2 separate regions of the Arachis hypogaea genome follow, and region 2 is linked to region 1. Evidence: chromatin contacts called from public Hi-C data. All regions are on one chromosome and are shown on one strand. The core of a region is the stretch at or near the end of the contact, and the rest is flanking DNA. Distances in the headings are between cores, read along the strand shown. Region 1 holds the start of LOC112775263 (E3 ubiquitin-protein ligase IPI1). Region 2 holds the start of LOC112779705 (translationally-controlled tumor protein homolog).

The links. Hi-C and Micro-C count contacts between places; a contact is called where the count stands out from the background.
Region 2: a Hi-C map of leaf shows a contact between it and region 1, with 3 times the contacts expected there. The contact joins the promoter of LOC112779705 here to the promoter of LOC112775263 in region 1. A contact is called at or near these places in 5 of 8 Hi-C or Micro-C datasets (leaf and an unstated tissue).

What each region holds. Positions count from the first base shown.
Region 1 is chr19:38,883,299-38,887,742 of arahy.Tifrunner.gnm2.J5K5, forward strand. It overlaps LOC112775263 (E3 ubiquitin-protein ligase IPI1), which reads right to left and starts at 1,762. Exons shown (of 6, transcript XM_025818789.3): 1 at 1,432-1,762. The coding sequence starts at 1,609.
Region 2 is chr19:39,059,848-39,064,291 of arahy.Tifrunner.gnm2.J5K5, forward strand. LOC112779705 (translationally-controlled tumor protein homolog) reads left to right here and starts at 1,755. Exons shown (of 5, transcript XM_025824040.2): 1 at 1,755-2,080; 2 at 2,869-2,942; 3 at 3,053-3,181; 4 at 3,281-3,438; 5 at 3,682-3,981. The coding sequence starts at 2,053. The coding sequence ends at 3,799. It also overlaps the pseudogene LOC112779706.

The DNA.
Region 1 (4,444 bases), core at 512-3,011:
GAGGACGAATAAAATTTTTAGCCTAAATTTTAAGGACCAAAATCATACTTAACTCTTTTTTAAACTATCGTTGGACCATAACCTCGTTTGAGGTTTTAGCTCTACAACTGTAGTTGCTTTACTGAGAAACAAAAAAAAAGTTCTTGCTCAATTTGAAACTTATTGTCCCTATCATAATCATAATTATACCCTCTTTTTTGTATCTTGTTCTTGTCTTTATGACATTACTGACCCTAATAATGTACTTCCTAAGTTCCTTGCCGAAAAACGATAAACAACACAATCTGCATGTATTTATAGGCTGCGTTTGTTTACGGGGACGGGACATAGAGACAGGAACACAAAGATATAAAATCGTGTTTGACAGATGAGATATAGATATATTATATCCAAAGACACTGAATTAGTGTATTTTGTGTCCATCTTGACAGAAAAGACACAAAGACACTAACAAATGACACAACTTATTTTTTATTTTTTCTTTTATTATTCTTGTTAATTTTTCATAATTATATCTTTTATTATTATATTTTTTTCTCAAATTTTTTTGATGAAAAAATAAAAATAAATTAAATTTTTATAATTTATTTTTGTTTATCACTAAACAGAATACAAGAACACAAAATTTTATATTTCTGCTCTTTTTATCTTATTCTCAATATTTTGTCTTATTCTATTCTTAAACACAAACCAGCCTAGTGACAACACACATGCAAGAATTCATCCCATTAAACATTAAGTCTAACAAATCTGAACGAAAATATCCAATTGTATTTAATGCTTCGAAAGAGAAAGACATTTATAGAAAAGTTGTGTTGTTTAGCCTAGCCATGATCATATAATCAAAACACATCCACAGCAAAAGGTAAGAGGGTCCTACAACCTAAAAAATCATCTCACTTCAGAGAGATTTTAATCCTTCTAAAGTACACATTATTTACTTTTTATTTTAATTTTTTGACAACCAGTAATTTTACTTTTTATCATTTTTTTTTTCAAATTATATCTTTTTTTTTTCTTTAACTATATTTTAGTAATAAATTAATATAGAGGCAGCATTACTCCGTTCCTTAATGTGTATATAAGAATTACACCTGAGTTTTAAAAGGATAGCGACTAGCTCCTACGAGCGTATCATTAATAATCAAAGTCATGCATAGGCATAGTTGATATTTCTTCTTCTACATCAAAATTGCATTATATCTATAATTTTAGATCTCAATTTTTCTAGCTAAAACTCCAAAAAATCCCTTCAAATTCAAAACCATGCCATGAGGAAATGAAATACAAGCTCCATTATTCTAATGCAATATATATATATATATATATATATATATATATATATATATATATATATATATATATATATATATATCATTCCAAATGGTGAATTGAAACCATATGCATACATTTAGAAATGAATTAACTCACCAAGATGAAATTGATGGCCACATTTAAGCTTAGCCAACGATCGATCCCCATTATCGATAACAGCGTCAAGGCAAATTGAACATGAGACAGAATCAAACGAATTAGCTCCACCACCGCCACCCTCTCCTCCATCGTCAACCACCTTGCTTTCTTCGTCATATTTCATCCCAAGACCCATAATTCTCCACAAATAAATAATTAAAAAAATCCAAAAATCGTAGCAAATGAAGCGAAGCAACGAAAGCGCAAACAATGTTTCGTTTTGTTTATTTATTAATGCGTCTTTCTTTCTTCTTCTTTTCTTTTTTTTTTTTTGTCTTTTTCCTTTTAATTTTTTCCTTTTTTCTCTGTTTTGTTATCGTGTGTCTAAGTTGCGTTTACGACGTGCAGTTTGGCGTTGGACACGGGAGAGAGAGCTACGGAGGCGAGAAATTAAAGGTGTGTTTCTCGTGTTTAATTGTGTGAGATTTAAAAGTCTTTGATTTCAGGATGAAGAGCACAATGGACAGACACGAATGAGAGAGAAAGATCGATGCAAGAAAGAGAGAGATTATGATGCCTTACATTTTTTTTTTGGTGACTTATGCCTTACATTTGAATAAGAGAATGTCTGACAGCCAACATTTTTAATAAAATTTAGTCTAATATTTAATTATTAAAAAAATATGTAATTTTATATTATTAAATATAATTTTAAAAATATTAATAATAATTAATTAATAATTACAAATCACAAAATATACTAACTTTTTAACATTATTCTTTAAAAATTTTTGGATGAAAATATGATGTCTTTTTCTTTTCTTTGGAAACTTATTTTTTGCTAATGAATTACCGTCATTAGATTTAATTATTTGTGCATTTTTACATATGTCAATAAAGTTAATTTCTTTTTTTTCTTGGATAAATTTATTATTGTTTTAAACATTCATAAGTAAAAATAATAGTTCATTCATATATATATATGTTATCCAGATATTTAGTAATCGAAATTTATAAGACACATTTGATCATTACAAATATTTAAGATGGTTTGAAATTTATATTATAAGAACAAAATCTACTCCTTTTATAAGTATCAGTTTTACGTGTATTAAATCTTTATTTTGTCAATGAAAAAGAAGTTTTGTAAAATAAAAAATATGCATAAGAGAATAAACGAATTTTACTTAATAAAATAAAGTTAAAAACACTTTACAAAATTTCAAAGTATTTACAAATACAGAAAAATTCTACAAAAATTCAGAATAAAGATTACAAGTTACAACAAAGAAGAATTTGATAAAACAAAACTAAAAAAGATGACTTTGCAGAAAATAAAGAACACATAATTATAATGAATATAAAGAACATGTGGAAGGAAACCTACACAGAAAACTAGATTAGATAAAATTGCAGAAAGTTACTGAGATATGTGAGACAATAATAAGTGTGGTTTTTGAGTGAAATTTTCAACTTTTTGTCCATCATTTGTCACTATATTTATAGACATCTTCAACCAATCAAATCTTATCATGTGTCGACCTTCATATACTCTGGATAGTAACTGTTCCTACCGATCACAAACTTAATAACCATTTTGCAAGCTTCGTTCTCAACCTTTTCGATCGACTTACTTCTTGTCGATGCTAACCATTGAACTCCCTTAATCGATTCTCTGTCCTCGACACAATTAATGTTGACCGAAAAATTGCCCCCCACCCCCTAAGATCATTGTTATTGTTGAGATTTTTCTCAAAGAAGTATGATCGATCCTTTGACGTAGGCGAAATAAATTTATATTTCTCTCACTCCTTGAGTAAATAACTATCATTATTATCACTACCCTATTAAATGCGTGCACGTTCCCCATGTCTAATCAATCTCTTTGTGCTCCCTCTATCTCTCATGTTCCATCTTCTAAGTTACGCTTATAAAAGCCCAAGCATCCACTTTCCTTACACTTTTTGTATTTCTACACTTCATCTTCTCTAACGGACTCACCCTTTTCTTGCTTTAAGCATCTTCGTCTCTCTAGTACCTTACACAGTCATAGTTGCCTCCATACTCCAAGCTTCCAACTTTTATATATCTTAACATACTTTTGGTATACTTCAAGAAAGTTTTAAAATAGTGACTTATTTTAGTGATCTACAAAATTGATTACTATTAGTAACCAATTTTATAACCAATCAAAATTTTTTAGGACAAAAAAAATTGGTCGCTAAATGAAATTCAACGACCACCCATTATTGGTCACTAAATCAGTCGCTAAAAAAAAATTAGTGACCGATTTAGCAACCGATAACAAAGTCGTCCTAGTTGGTTGCTAAAATCGGTCGCTACTTTTTTACATAGCAACCAAAACAAAATACTTAGGCATTGGGGCCGTTGGTTGATATTTTAATTTAGTGATCGGTTTTGCTACCAACATGAAAATAGTCTAAAAAATAGTCGGTCACTAAACTGGTCGCTAGGAAATTGATCGCAAAATTAGTTGCTAAGAATTAATATAGCGACCGATTTAGCAATCAACTATAAAATCCAGGTTTAAAGTAGTTAGTTACTAAATCGGTTGCTATTTTTATTGATTAGTGACCGATTTAATGACGAACAAAATATTTGGACAAACTTAATTGATCATTAAATCATAATATTATAAATTAATCGGTCGTTAAATCGGTCGCTATTTCTTCCTCTTCTTCTCCCAAAGTCTCTGTTTCTACCCTAAACTCCATTGTTTCTAGAACCAGTATCACATACACCACCCTGTAGCTTTTTCATAAACATAGTCACACACTCTCTCTGTTGTCTTCAATCTTGTCGCTGCTTGCTTGTCGCTCGCCGTTGCCACTTGCTTGTTGCTCGCCGTCGCCGCTTTCTAGTAAACGTGAACCATTCGCTGGCATATTTTAGGTTTTTTGAAACTTTTGATTTTTTACTCGATTACTCTTTTTCTTCCGATTTCTTCATTTCTTCTCTTCCATCTCTGGCGAAAGGTGAGCTACTTCTTTTTCGATTCCAATCTTCGTCT
Region 2 (4,444 bases), core at 505-3,004, 180 kb after region 1:
CTTTGGCACCTAAACACGTGAAATGGCGCTAACGTTACCGTCGGATGGCTCTGACGGTAACCATCAACACAAATTTGACAAACCATTGAAAAAGACCGACGGTAACTCTCCCCGTAATTAGCATTAGACAAGACAAATTTGTCGGTAAGTTGTTTCCGGTCAACCCAAGAATAACGCTAAATTCGACGGTAATCTTTTTGTCGGCGGATTTATTTGGTGAATCTGACGATACTCAACATTTTTTTATAGTATCAAAAGTAAAATTACCAAACTAAGCCTAGCGAACATAAATATCAAGAATAGCTTTTTCTTTTGATAATTGCAAAATTTGTTAAATCATTTAAACAATTCCCTTTTCTTTAAACTAATTTTTAATTTTGAATTATTTTATCAAATCAAACTTTCGTAGCCTTATTTATTGGTATTTAGTTTTTTTTTAATCAATTTGATAAGTTAAATAATTAATTTTCAAAAAACTTTTTTTTTCAAAAATTTTCAAATATTCCTCTAATCATTTTTTATTAAAATTAACTGATTTATAGAAAATTAATGAATAACTCTATATAGATTTTAAAAACACAAGGGAGTCAAAGTAATTTTGAGTAATATAATCTAAACAATATTTATTTTATTATAATCCATTTTGATATAAAAATTGCTAAACATAAATCACATTAACACAAACTTACTTTTTATCAAAATCAAGTTTGCAAAATCAATTTTATGCAAACTCCCATTTACAAACTGTAATCCAAACACACACTAAGTAGTTGAATTTCAACAAAAAACTTTCAACTTATTTTCATTTTTTTGTCACCTTAGAAAAGATTTAACCGCTATATTTAATTTAAATCAAAATTAAATATCATTCGCGTTTTCTTAAAGAAAATAAATCGATGATCATCCAATCTAATAATAATAAGCAATAACAACGGTAGATGAATTTAAATTTACAATTACCAACGCAAGTTGGTATTGATAGATGAGGGTCTGTGTCCTTTAACTATCTCTTTTGAGTTCGATACTCACCGGAGGATGAAAATAGAACTTACTTACTTAGGAAGGTTGCCCACTTTATATGCCTCTACAATATCCAAAAAATTAGTCATTAGACTTTCGACTTGATAGATATCTTAGTGCAAACAAAAAAAAATTTACAATTTTAATATAAGAATAAATAATAATTTTTAATTATAAAAAATTTAAGTATGGACAAATTTACTCATAAAAAAATAAAATCAATACTATACTTAAAAAAGATATATTTTAATTAACAAAATTAATCAAAACCTAAAAAATAATTTAAAATTTTTAAATTACCCTTTCTAACATTTCACCATCAATCTCACACAATTTTACAACCTCTCTTCTTCTCCTTCCACTGTCATCATAACACCCACTCTTGACACCAACACCAAACATCGGGCCACCACCATTATACCATTTTAATTGAGAATTTTTTATTGTACCAACTATTCTAGAGACAAGGCTTGTTGACATTAAAATTTATCTTTTATTTTTTTTTTATTTTTTTTTTTACCAAAAATAGGAGACTCGAACCCGCAACCTCTTAATTGAGTATGGAGAGACTATGCCATTTGAGCTATTACTCGTTGGCAAATTTATCTTTTATTAGTATAATATTAGTTTTATTTTTTTATGAATATATTTATTAATGTTTAAATCTTTTAATAATTAAAAATAATTATTTATTCTATATTTATAAGAGAAGTTCTTTGGTACCTATAATTTTTGTACCTAAATTAGTTAAAATATAGAGATTAAAAAAAAGATAGAACTTACTCTTTTATTTTTAGATTTTATATCTAAAATTTAGGCACAATAAAAAGTACCATATTATGATCTAATACTTTAGTGAGAATAAAAAGGGAAATATTTTCGGAGCCCTAAATATCAGGAAACCCTAACACTCTATAAAAGCTCACCGTCACTCGTTGTTCTTACTCAAGTCTTTGGAATCTCTCGCGGCTCGGCTCTGCTCTTCTCTTCTCGTTTCTTCGATCTTAGAAGTTAGAACAAAGAACTGCAACCATGCTGGTTTACCAGGATCTTCTTACAGGTGAAAAGCTTTCACCTTTTTCTGTTATATTTATTTTCTATTTTTATTTTTATTCCTTTGCTATGTGTGTGGTTTAAGATCTCAGTTGTTGTATGTTTTTATGAAAGAGGATCGAAACTTGTTAAATGAAGTAAATTTCGTGTTATGTTTGGTAGAATATGTAGTTCTTAGGATCCACTTTCGTTGAATCTGCTATTCCTTTAATAAACTCTGTGATAAAGTTTTCCCGGGTTTATGTTCTTGCCCCAATAAACTCTGCTTATGATAAGTCGTTTTAATTAATAATTATTAAGGTTGTTTGCTATTATTATTTTTTTCTATATGAGATTATAATTTTCTGTCTGTATCTCTGGGTTATCCTTTTCTTGCTGTGATTATCTCAGATTCTAAATCTTTTCTGATTTTCTTTAAGGAAAAGTCTAGGGCGCCAGCAATTTTGTTAAATTCTGGCCAGCATGTAGCCAGCAAAACAAAGTGAGCCATTGGATGAAATCTCACACCAATCTCGCACTATTAAAACCATCATTGATGGCTATTTGATGGCTTCAAATCACAAAAATTGCTGGCCCCTAGCATTCCTCTTTTTTTTAATCAGTCTGGTTGTTGATCAGTTAGATCATCATGCAATTAAGTGGTCCTCACTATCAATGTAATTATGCTTTTGCAAATTGATTGATTAATTAATTAATTAATTAATTAATTGTGAAAGTGAGTTAATACGGTTGATCTGATGGTAATAGTTAAGTGCTTGAACTCGTCTAACTTGGATTTCTTGATGAATGTTTTAGGCGATGAACTTCTCTCTGACTCGTTCCCTTACAAGGAAATTGAGAATGGAATCCTCTGGGAAGTTGAAGGAAAGGTTAGGAAATAGGAACTCTTTATATTCTGGAATCTTTGTTTCCTTTTCAGGGTTTGTTTTTTCGTTTGTTAAGTGTTGATGAGTTAATTGTGTAATGTGGGTTTTGGCAGTGGGTTGTTCAAGGAGCAATTGATGTAGATATTGGTGCTAACCCTTCCGCAGAAGGCGGAGAAGAGGATGAGGGTGTCGATGATCAAGCTGTCAAAGTAGTTGATATTGTTGATACTTTTAGGCTTCAGGTCAGGCATATATATATAAGAAAAAACCATCTTTGGATACTTCGCTATGCAAATATTTTTTTTATCTTAATTTACGTGTATTTTGTTCAATTTTTACAGGAGCAACCAGCTTTTGATAAGAAACAATTTGTTACTTTCATGAAGAGATACATTAAGTTGCTGACAGCCAAATTAGAGCCAGAGAAGCAAGAGCACTTCAAGAAGAACATTGAGGGAGCAACTAAGTTCCTCCTCTCAAAGCTCAGTGATCTTCAATTGTAGGTTCTTCCCCAATCTAATTACATTATCCTACTCCTTCAATTTTATAATAAATTACACTCACCTCTCTTGAGCTTTAAGTCATATAACCGTCTACATTAATCTTGTCTTGAGATTTATGTGATACTGTGGTAATACATTTGATACCATTATGTCTTGTGGAATGTGACACTAATGGGACAAATCATGTGGTAGCTTGGGTAAGCTAACTAATGCTAATTGATTGCGTATCAATGTTGCAGTTTTGTTGGGGAGAGCATGCACGATGATGGAAGCCTGGTGTTTGCATATTACAAGGAAGGTGCAACTGATCCAACTTTTCTCTACTTTGCTCATGGATTGAAGGAAGTCAAGTGTTAAGCACCTGGTTCCGAGACTATGTATCGGTTTGCAGGCGCATTAGTTATATGAAGATCTCTTATATTTGAGCTAGATAAAAAAAATCTTCATAATTTAGTCTGTTGTGTTTTTGGGATTTGGTATTCTTTAGTAATTGACATTGAGTGTTCATTGTTATGTTATAAGGAGAGCTTTGTTTCCAAGATTTTGCTTTCAAACATGTTTTCCTATATTTATTTTTAGAGGAGTGTGTTATCGCAAAATAATTTAATTTAATTCTCAACTCAATAAAGATATAAATAAACAAGGATAAAATTGTCATGTCAAAATCAGTTATTTTTAGTTTCTGAAGTTTTTTCCTACAAAATTGGAAAAAACGAAGGACCGTTTTGGTCGACCGTAAAACTATTATGTATATACTCCCCATTCAAGCCAGGGAAAAACATTAAAATTTATCCAACCACGGTTTTGTATGGTCCCATGAGATTTGACAAGAATTATCCACCCTATGTTAGCTGGAAATACCGAAATAGTGCTGGAACTATAAGAGAAAAAACCACATGTATAAAGAATAAATATAGAGCACTTATTCAACTACTATTCATAAATGCATCACTTAAACTACTAACCACTATCTAACAATCTCAACACATTTCAACACCCCCT